Linked DNA regions of Mus musculus: all the other regions are linked to region 2. A link is a contact called in public Hi-C data. All regions are on one chromosome and are shown on one strand. Each heading gives the region's core, a stretch centred on a gene start, on an enhancer-like site or on the middle of the called end of the contact. The rest is flanking DNA. Distances are from core to core; before and after follow the strand shown. Region 1 has its middle 24 kb from the start of Cpxm1. Region 2 overlaps Gm39933 (a long non-coding RNA gene). Region 3 has its middle 10 kb from the start of F830045P16Rik.

Region 1 (2,714 bases), core at 78-2,577, 480 kb before region 2:
TGTTTCTCTGTCTCTCTGTCTGTCTGTCTCTCTCTCTCTCTCTCTCTCTCACACACACACACAAATAAGCATGTAGTTAAAAGTAAGGTAAATATTTAAAATAGTAGGTCTCAGTGAACAGCAAACCTGCATTTGATGACATATTCCTTTCCCTTTAAATGCTGGACCCCTTTGCTCTCAAGGAACAAAGTGATCAAATATTTGTCCTTATACCTACAGATAACTGTAGTCCTCACCCCTCATCAAGAAGACTTCTCTTTACCACAGAGATCATTACAGAAAACTACAACCAATCAAAATGCAGAGTTGTAGATCCCAGTCCTAAGAGATCCATCTCCAATAACTCTTACGCCTAAGCCTTGGGGAACATTTCAGAGGGAGGGACAGTAAGGTCCCGAGAGCCAGAGGATCAGGGAGTTTGCTCTGAGACTGTGTCTCCTGGGAATGTCAGAGCCTCATTGGTAAGTTTTAAAAGAGTGACATCAGCGTCGAGCTACTTAAAGACTATTCCTAGACCAGAATTCTTAAGTCGCTGTTTCTGCATCAATTACTTTATAAGTTTAATGCAATCTCAATGAAAATCCAGTAGGTTTTTAAAAATAGTAATAAACACATCTTAAAATTACCATAGACCTGGGTATGGCACCACACTCCTGTGAGTCTAGGACCTGGGAAACAGGAAACAATCAGAAGTTAAAGGTCCGTCAGTGAAGCCTCAGACAGGAAACTAAGGTGGACACCTTGCCGTATGTTCTGCCTAGCTTTACGGGAACTTAACATAAGCTATATTCACTTGGGAGGAGGGAACCTCAGTTAGAAAAATGGCCCCATCACACTGGCCTCTGAGGAAGCCTGTGGTAACATTTCATGACTGATGTGAGCAGTGGTCCTGAGTGCTCTACGAAGGCAAGCTGAAACCAGGCAGTGGTGGCATACACCTTTAATCCCAGGACTCAGGAGGCAGAGGCAGGTGGATCTTTGAGTTTGAAGCCAGCCTGGTCTACAGAGTGAGTTCCAGGACAGCCAGGGCTACACAGAGAAACCCTGTCTCAAAACAAAACAAGCAAACCAAAACCCAAACAACAACAAACCAAACAAACAAACCAAAACCCCTCCCTAAAAAGAAAGAGACAGACAAGGAAGTAAGGGAGGGAGAGAGGGAGGGAGAGAGGGAGGGAGGGAGGGAGGGAGGGAGGGAGGGAGGGAGGAAAAGGACTGAGGTGACAGAATAAACTCCATTTTGTTCTTAAGACTCCATTCTAAGTTAACTTGCCCTTAGAGAGGCATGGCCCCCCCTCCCTTGAGGTCTGAGAAAAATCGCAAAATGTCCCTGGCAGTTGCAAAATAGACACAGCAGCTGCAGCTGGCTGATAACAACAGAGTGGGCTAAGAAAACCCAAGTTGTTCCCAGGTGAAAATGCCCCTTTTTAATGTATGCTCCCTCCTTATGGTTTAACCAGGAGCTGTAAATCAATAAGCTTAAAGACCAACATTCCTTTACCCCCTCATGTAATGCCAAGGCTTAGAAACCCTCACAGTTTTTTCCTTTATAAACCTCCTTCACTTAGACCTGGGGGTCCACTCTTCTTCCTATTCCATCCAGAAGGTTGGTGGAACCAAGCTCAAGCTTGAATAAAGACCCTCATGTGCTTGCATCAGCGTTGTGATTCCTGGGGGTCTCTTTGGGGTTTTTACAATCTGGGCACAAAAGAAAGAAAGGAAGAAAGGAAGGGAGGAAGGGAGGAAGGGAGGGAGGGAGGGAGGAAGGAAGGAAGGAAGGAAGGGAGGGAGGAGGCTGGCTGAGCAAGTGTGGAAACAGGTCAGTAGGCAGTGCTCCACCCTAGCTTCTGCAGCAGCTCCTGCCTTCAGTTTCTGCCTTGACTTCCTACCCTGACTTCCCTGGATGATGGACAAAAGCTTTAAGATGAAATAAGCCCTTTCCTCCCCAAGTTGCTCTTGCTTTTGGTCATGGTGTTTTATATATACTTTTAAAGTTGTTAGGATACCGTGGTATTGGTATGACAGACAAAAGGACAAATAGATCAGAGTAGAGAATACAGAACAAACCATTGTATGCATAGACAATTGATTTATGGTAAATCTCCAGTGCAGTGAGATGAGGAAAAGACAGCAAGTTTAACAAACAGTGCTGGTCAATGACTATCCATTTAGAAACAAGCACGTTTGATCCTCTGGTCACTATGGCACACTAGTCATTCTAGCTGAGTGTGGTGGTTTAGTCCTTTAATCCTAGTACTCAGGAGACAGAGGCAGGCAGATCTCTATGAGTTTGAGGCCAGCCAGGGATACATAGTGAGATTCTTAAAAAACAAAACCAATCAAACAACAACAACCAGAAAAAACGAACACCGCTAATAATGCTATGGGAGAGATTGGGAGCATGGCAGAGTTGAGTGGCAAACACTGCAGGGTCCACTTATGGTTAGTGCCTCACAACCACCAGGCTCTCATGCTGATGGGCTTCTTGTGAGCATCAGACCTCTAGCTCACTCTGTTCTATCACCCACTGGTTGTACTTACTACCACTGAGGTGACCAGCAGAAGGCTATCTTCTGCCTGAAGGTCAAAGTGCAAAGGTGTGTGTGTGCATGGATTGGAGGGAGGTGGCTACTTCACGCAAAGGAGTTCAGGCATTCAGAGAATCTGACTGTGAAATATCTCTTTTCTAAGGGGAGAAAGATGCTGTAGACGTG
Region 2 (2,822 bases), core at 162-2,661:
GCAGACTGGATTCTGGCTTGCTTTATCTATCTATCTATCTATCTATCTATCTATCTATCTATCTATTTATTTATTTAGCTCTGTGACTTTAGGTAAGTGGGAGAGCACTGTAGGTTTGGTGTAAATCAAGTGAAATCTGAGGTAGAAATTGCCAGTTCTGGCAAGCATTCCTGGGTTCAAGCTAGACAAAAGTACACCCACATAATTAAGACTGAAGAGACAGGTCAGTCAGGACAAGTGGCCGGCCTGACCTCACATCTCCTGGGAAGCAGAGGTCTACATGTTCAAGGTTCTTGCTCCATTCGAGCACACCAAGAACAGCCATCTTTTTCTCCTTTTTGCTTTCTAACTGGACCAGAGTCCTCCCCCTCCCCCTGACTCCACACCTCCCTTGGTGGTATTAGAGTCTATAGTTCAACCACCTAATGGGTTCCCTCCTTAACCACCTAATGGGTTCCCTCCTCCCTAGGGATTGGTACATTACTTGGACTTTATCTTTTGTAAGTGAGTGATACGTTTTAGCTGAGAAAACGGAGCAGCGAGTTCCAAACACCACCCTCACATTAAATGCCGGGCCACGCTGACTCAGGGCCGCTGCGTGTCTCTGTTTCTTAGGAGGAATAAAACGGTTGATTAGTTTTTGCCTCTGCCCATTTATCTGTTAGAACTGATAAAAAAACACCACTAACATTTACAGCCAGAATTGAATCTGCATTCTAAGCACTTAAGCACAAAGCCATTTTCCAGACATCTTGTTGATGTTTTATTTTCTCCATTTAGACTGCAGCCTGCAGGGACAGCGGCTGGATTTGTAATGATCCAGAGAAAATTTGACAGCAGATCTCACTGTCGCTCGCACTGCTATCAGCACTACCGACCATCTCGGGGCACCTATGTCTTTAGCAGAATACAATTTTTTGAAGATAGTTTAAAAAAAAAACTTCTACTTTATTGCACCAGTTATTACACCACATTTGATCTCACTTAGCTCTGTATTGGCTTCAGGATGTCATGGCCATAAACCACAGGGAAAATGAGGATCAAAGTGGCCCCCAAACTGCCTAAAGTCATACCGAGAGTGACCATTGTCTGTGCCTATTCATGCTATCCTTGGGTAAGGTCCAGTGTTACTATAAATAGTCCCCCAAACGGTCCTCCTCTTAGGGCTTCCGAGTCAGAGCTAGAGTGTCATACTGCAGAAGGCTGATAGACAAGGGGGCACTGAAATACACAATCTACGCAAGTGAATCCCATCAGGCCCTGAACGAGCAACTCCCCAAAGATGCTCAGCTACTGACATCTGAAAAAGCTTTTACTTTGACAAATTACGCATCCCATTTCCTCTTCCATCTTCCGTCTGTGAAGCGGTAGTGAAATCAGCTTTGTCATTCCTTCTTAGGCAACCAGCCAGACTGAGCCAAGATTGAAACTGAGAACTGGAGAGTTCTGCTTCTTACAGAACCTGGAAACAAAGCTGGGCTGCGCCCTTTTTGACTTGCAACCTGTTTTCTACATGTAGAGAAAGGCCCTGTGGGCTTGAGGAGGGCAGGGCTAGAGGAAGGCATGCCAGCTGCTGCCACTGACTGTTAAGGATAGAGGACTAGTCCTGTCTGTGGCTTTGCACATATGGTTTCGTCAACACAGGTCTGTTAAATGGCTATAGCCTCCAGGCCTCCCATCTTTCTCATGAGATATAGGAGATGAAAAAAAAAAAAAAACCTATTTTCAATTAAAATAAACCAAAAAGCCCAGAAACGCAGTGATCATAAATAAATAAATTTAATTAAATATAGAGACTCAGACTGCACTGTTTAGCCAAGATCTGCTGCCAGGTTTCTCTGATAGTTTCATTTTCACATCAGAATTCCCAGGCCCACCTCTTCTCTGTCCTTCTCCGGCCATCATCGACCAGGTTCACGGCTGCCCACCCCTCTCAATGCTCTGACTCTCAGTTTTGAAGGAGAATGGCAGCTGCCGTGATGGCTTGGGTCAGGTATGATTCATTCGGCATCTCCGTGTAGGCACCCACTTTGGGTTCAGCTTCACTGCCTGGCATTGAGAAAGCAGAGTCTTATACTTGTCCTTGGAGGCCAATGGTTACAGGTGGTTGTAATCTGTAAGTCCATACAGAGTAAGCAATATGAAGTGAAAAGTTTATTCCACTGAAATGTGGAGACCGGTCCTTTTCTAAGAACAGCCAGAGAGTAAGTGAAAATTCTCTTCCTTTCCCCTCCTCCCTTCCTCCTCCTCCTCTTCATTTTTAATTTTGTTTGTTTATTTATTATATCCCTAGATGTCCTGGAATTCAGTACATAAACCAAGCTGGTCTTGAACTCACAAACATCTGCTTGCCTCTGTCTTTAGGTTGGAATCTTTACAAAGAGAAAACTAAAGGAAAATAGACCTTCTGAAAAGCATAGTAATAAGAGACTTTGACAAAGGACAAATGGAGGGTCCCATACTTTCAAAACCTTGAAGCCTACAGATAGCTGAGCAGGCAATAGGTCAGGGAGATCAATTTTCCTTCTGGTGGTTCAAATCCAGGCTTGGAAAGAAGATCCTTGTTGCCCCTGATTGGTAGAATTCTTTCTTTTCTCAAGTGAAGGATTTGTACCTGTCCATGCATTGGTTCATCATCTATAGGTAATTTCTTTCTTTCTCTCTTTCCTTCTCTCTTTTTCTCTCTCTTTCCTTTCTTTCTCTCTCATTCATTCATTCATGCCATTTGTCTTATACACTGCACTTGACATTAGCAATGTACATTCAACTAGCCTAAAAAGACAGATCACTGTCCAGGCATAGAAAAAGCAGGAGGAATAAAT
Region 3 (2,700 bases), core at 94-2,593, 350 kb after region 2:
GGCTGAGCAAGCCGGGAGAGGGAGTCAGTAAGCAACGTTTCTTCATGATCTTTCTTTGGTTACTTCACTAATGACTGCGATGTAGAAGTAGAAGCCAAATAAACCCTTTCCTCCCCAAGCTGCTTTTGGCCATGATGTTTATCACAGCAATAGAAAACAAGCTCGGACAACAGTAAAAACAAGGGCTCCCCTGGTTATCAGTTCATCCTTCCAGGTGCACCCCAAATCTAAACCCTAACATTCCATTCACCACCTCCGTGTCTACGCCAGGTACTCTAGGTTCTGATGGCTCATGGGTAAAGCCAAGAGCCCCGTGTGGGCTCTACCTGGGGGCCCAGTCTTCTGTGCTTCTCTAACCCTGTCACCGGGATTCCCAACCCTCCCCACCACCCTGTGCTTTCCGCTGACCTGCATGGTCTCCTCCCTGTCTGTGGAAGCGGGGAGGGAAGCTCAGCTCCTGCTGCAGCAGCCTGTGGGGTTCCCTTACACCTCAGGGATCTCCATTCAGGAAAACCCAAAGCCTATGGCTGACACGGAAAGGAATTCAGGACAACTCAGTATGAAGCAGAGCTGTGGTTTATTTTAAAAGAATTTAAAAATATTTTGAGTGTATAATACAATTACATCATTTCCCCCTCCCCTTTCTTCCTTCCAAACCCTCCCTTTAAATCCACCTTGCTCTCTTTCAAATTCATGGCCTCTTTCTAAAAGAGATTTTTTTTTAATGTGTATTTAATGCTTGGGGATCAGTAGACAGAACAGGACATCACCAAGTATGGGTGTGGTCTGTTCAAGGGGAAGGAACACTTTATTACCCTAGCTGGGCGGTAGTGGCACACGCCTTTAATCCCAGCACTCGGGAGGCAGAGGCAGGTGGATTTCTGAGTTTGAGGCCATCCTGGTCTACAGAGTGAGTTCCAGGACAGCCAGGGCTACACAGAGAAACCCTGTCTCGAACCCCCCCCCCCAGAAAAAAATAAAAAATCTGCTTAGTTTATTTGCATTTACTTATTTATCTTTTGATGTTACATACACATATACAGTGCGCTATGATTATTCTCTTCCCTTATTACTCCCTGTCACTCCATATCTTTTTACTTTGCACCCCTTCTTCTTCCCAACTAGAACCTCAATGGATACACCATTGAAGAAAATAAATAACATCTCCTGTAGCAACTAGTTCCTCAGAAAGAAGTGGGGGGGTCTTCCCTAAGCTAAGAGGGGTACAAGTATAAACACTTTATAAATATAAATACGTAGCAGGAAGTTTGGCAATATACCCATTTAGGGAAGGAGCAATAGTTTGTTCCCCTTTAGGCTCATGACTCACCCAGCCACAGGCTTCTAGTCGGGTTTATGGTAATTGATTTGTATTTCCCCCCTGTGGAATGGGCCTCCTACCCGGGCTGATTACCCCAATATAATCAAGCCACTATTCCACAGTGGGAAATGGGTATTCAGCAAGCAAGCTCTAGAGTGAATGTGGCCATGGCTATTTTTCCCTCAGTAGCCTGCTCAGCAGTTTTTAGGACTATGTATGCAGCCAGTGGAAAGGGAGTTTCCAGCTCAGTACCAGTTTGGGTTCCCTACATCCTGTGACCAAAAGTCTTCAGCCGGAGGATCTTAACATCTCGTTTTGGTGGGATAGCAAAAGTGTTGGCAATGCACTTCCTTTGGGAAGTTGACTGTCTTTATAATAGTCGTGTGTGTGTGTGTGTGTGTGTGTGTAAATTTTGGTGAGTTGTAAATTTATTCTCTTCAAAGGATGGTGAGACTTTAATGGCTGGCATATCTCTCCAGTCCATGCTAAGAAATGGACTCACAGTGGTTCATGAGGCAAAGACAGGATTCCAGGCACAACTGTAGACCACAGGGATACAAAGACTTAGGGCAACTTTACTGTAACAAAATACTCAGGGTATTGCTTTTGAGCTTCCCAGAATGTATGCAAGAGGAGGTGGACTCTATTTGAGGTCATAAATGCTAAGACCTTAAGTCTGGTTTGTTGCTATTTTAACATTCTTAATAGAACATATCTGTATAGAAGAAACATTCTCCCTATGTCTGTAACCTTCACAGAACTGTGGCCAGCATTGGGATTCTTGATTCTCAGTAGAGGTGTCACAGGGACTCTGAAGTGAGAGGCTCATGTCTCCCCTCCTTTCCCTGTGTCCTATCTTGCTGCACACTACCCACTGCGGATTGATGTTGTTCTTATTCAGACCTTGCCCAAGCACCTTATTAAAATTTCATCCTCAGCTCTCTTTCCCCGTCCCCTTCTTTGATGTTCTTCACTGGCTATGCCACCATGCATCAGACCCTTACCAATCAAACTCTCCCTTTAGCCTGTGAGCTCCTGGGGGCTGGATTGGGGGCATCTCAGAGCAAATAGGTAGCAGCCCAGTTTCCTGGAGACAGAGTTTCTATCCGGATCGCCGTTGAAGCCTTGGTGCTGAAAGGAGTTTGGCACCGGTGGAAATGCCATCATGTTTGCTCAGTGATGTAGGCACTACACCACTAAGCTCTATGCACCTGGGGCTATTTGTCAACCTTTGTAACAGCCAGGAAGCTGGGGCTGCGGCAAGGGTTGTCTGTTTCTCTTCTGGGGTTAGAGGTTTCCTATGAAGCCATCACCAAGTCATTGTTGTTAGTTTTTGTTCTCCTATATCCAATCCGACTCTAATCACAGCTACAGAATTT

What was found. Hi-C and Micro-C count contacts between places; a contact is called where the count stands out from the background.
Region 1: a Hi-C map of the G1E-ER4 cell line shows a contact between it and region 2, with 3 times the contacts expected there. The contact joins two enhancer-like sites.
Region 3: a contact with region 2 is called in a Hi-C map of bone marrow-derived dendritic cells, with 2.6 times the contacts expected there. The contact joins two enhancer-like sites. A contact is called at or near these places in 1 of 39 promoter capture datasets (pre-B cells), 1 of 484 Hi-C or Micro-C datasets (bone marrow-derived dendritic cells) and 1 of 115 datasets of contacts at active chromatin or transcription factors (embryonic stem cells).

The regions. Positions count from the first base shown.
Region 1 is chr2:130,371,859-130,374,572 of GRCm38.p6, reverse strand. No RefSeq gene overlaps it. Among named protein-coding and RNA genes, the nearest start is that of Cpxm1, 24 kb to the left of the region's middle. Within about 2 kb of position 1,327, at least 8 of the 459 cell types and tissues checked have an H3K27ac peak or open chromatin away from gene starts, as enhancers often do. A contact at or near this core is called in the G1E-ER4 cell line, where this site is marked.
Region 2 is chr2:129,892,045-129,894,866 of GRCm38.p6, reverse strand. All of the region lies in intron 1 of Gm39933 (a long non-coding RNA gene), which reads left to right. Among named protein-coding and RNA genes, the nearest start is that of Gm39933, 3.5 kb to the left of the region's middle. Within about 2 kb of position 1,411, at least 71 of the 459 cell types and tissues checked have an H3K27ac peak or open chromatin away from gene starts, as enhancers often do. A contact at or near this core is called in the G1E-ER4 cell line and bone marrow-derived dendritic cells, where this site is marked.
Region 3 is chr2:129,545,649-129,548,348 of GRCm38.p6, reverse strand. No RefSeq gene overlaps it. Among named protein-coding and RNA genes, the nearest start is that of F830045P16Rik, 10 kb to the right of the region's middle. Within about 2 kb of position 1,343, at least 38 of the 459 cell types and tissues checked have an H3K27ac peak or open chromatin away from gene starts, as enhancers often do. A contact at or near this core is called in bone marrow-derived dendritic cells, where this site is marked.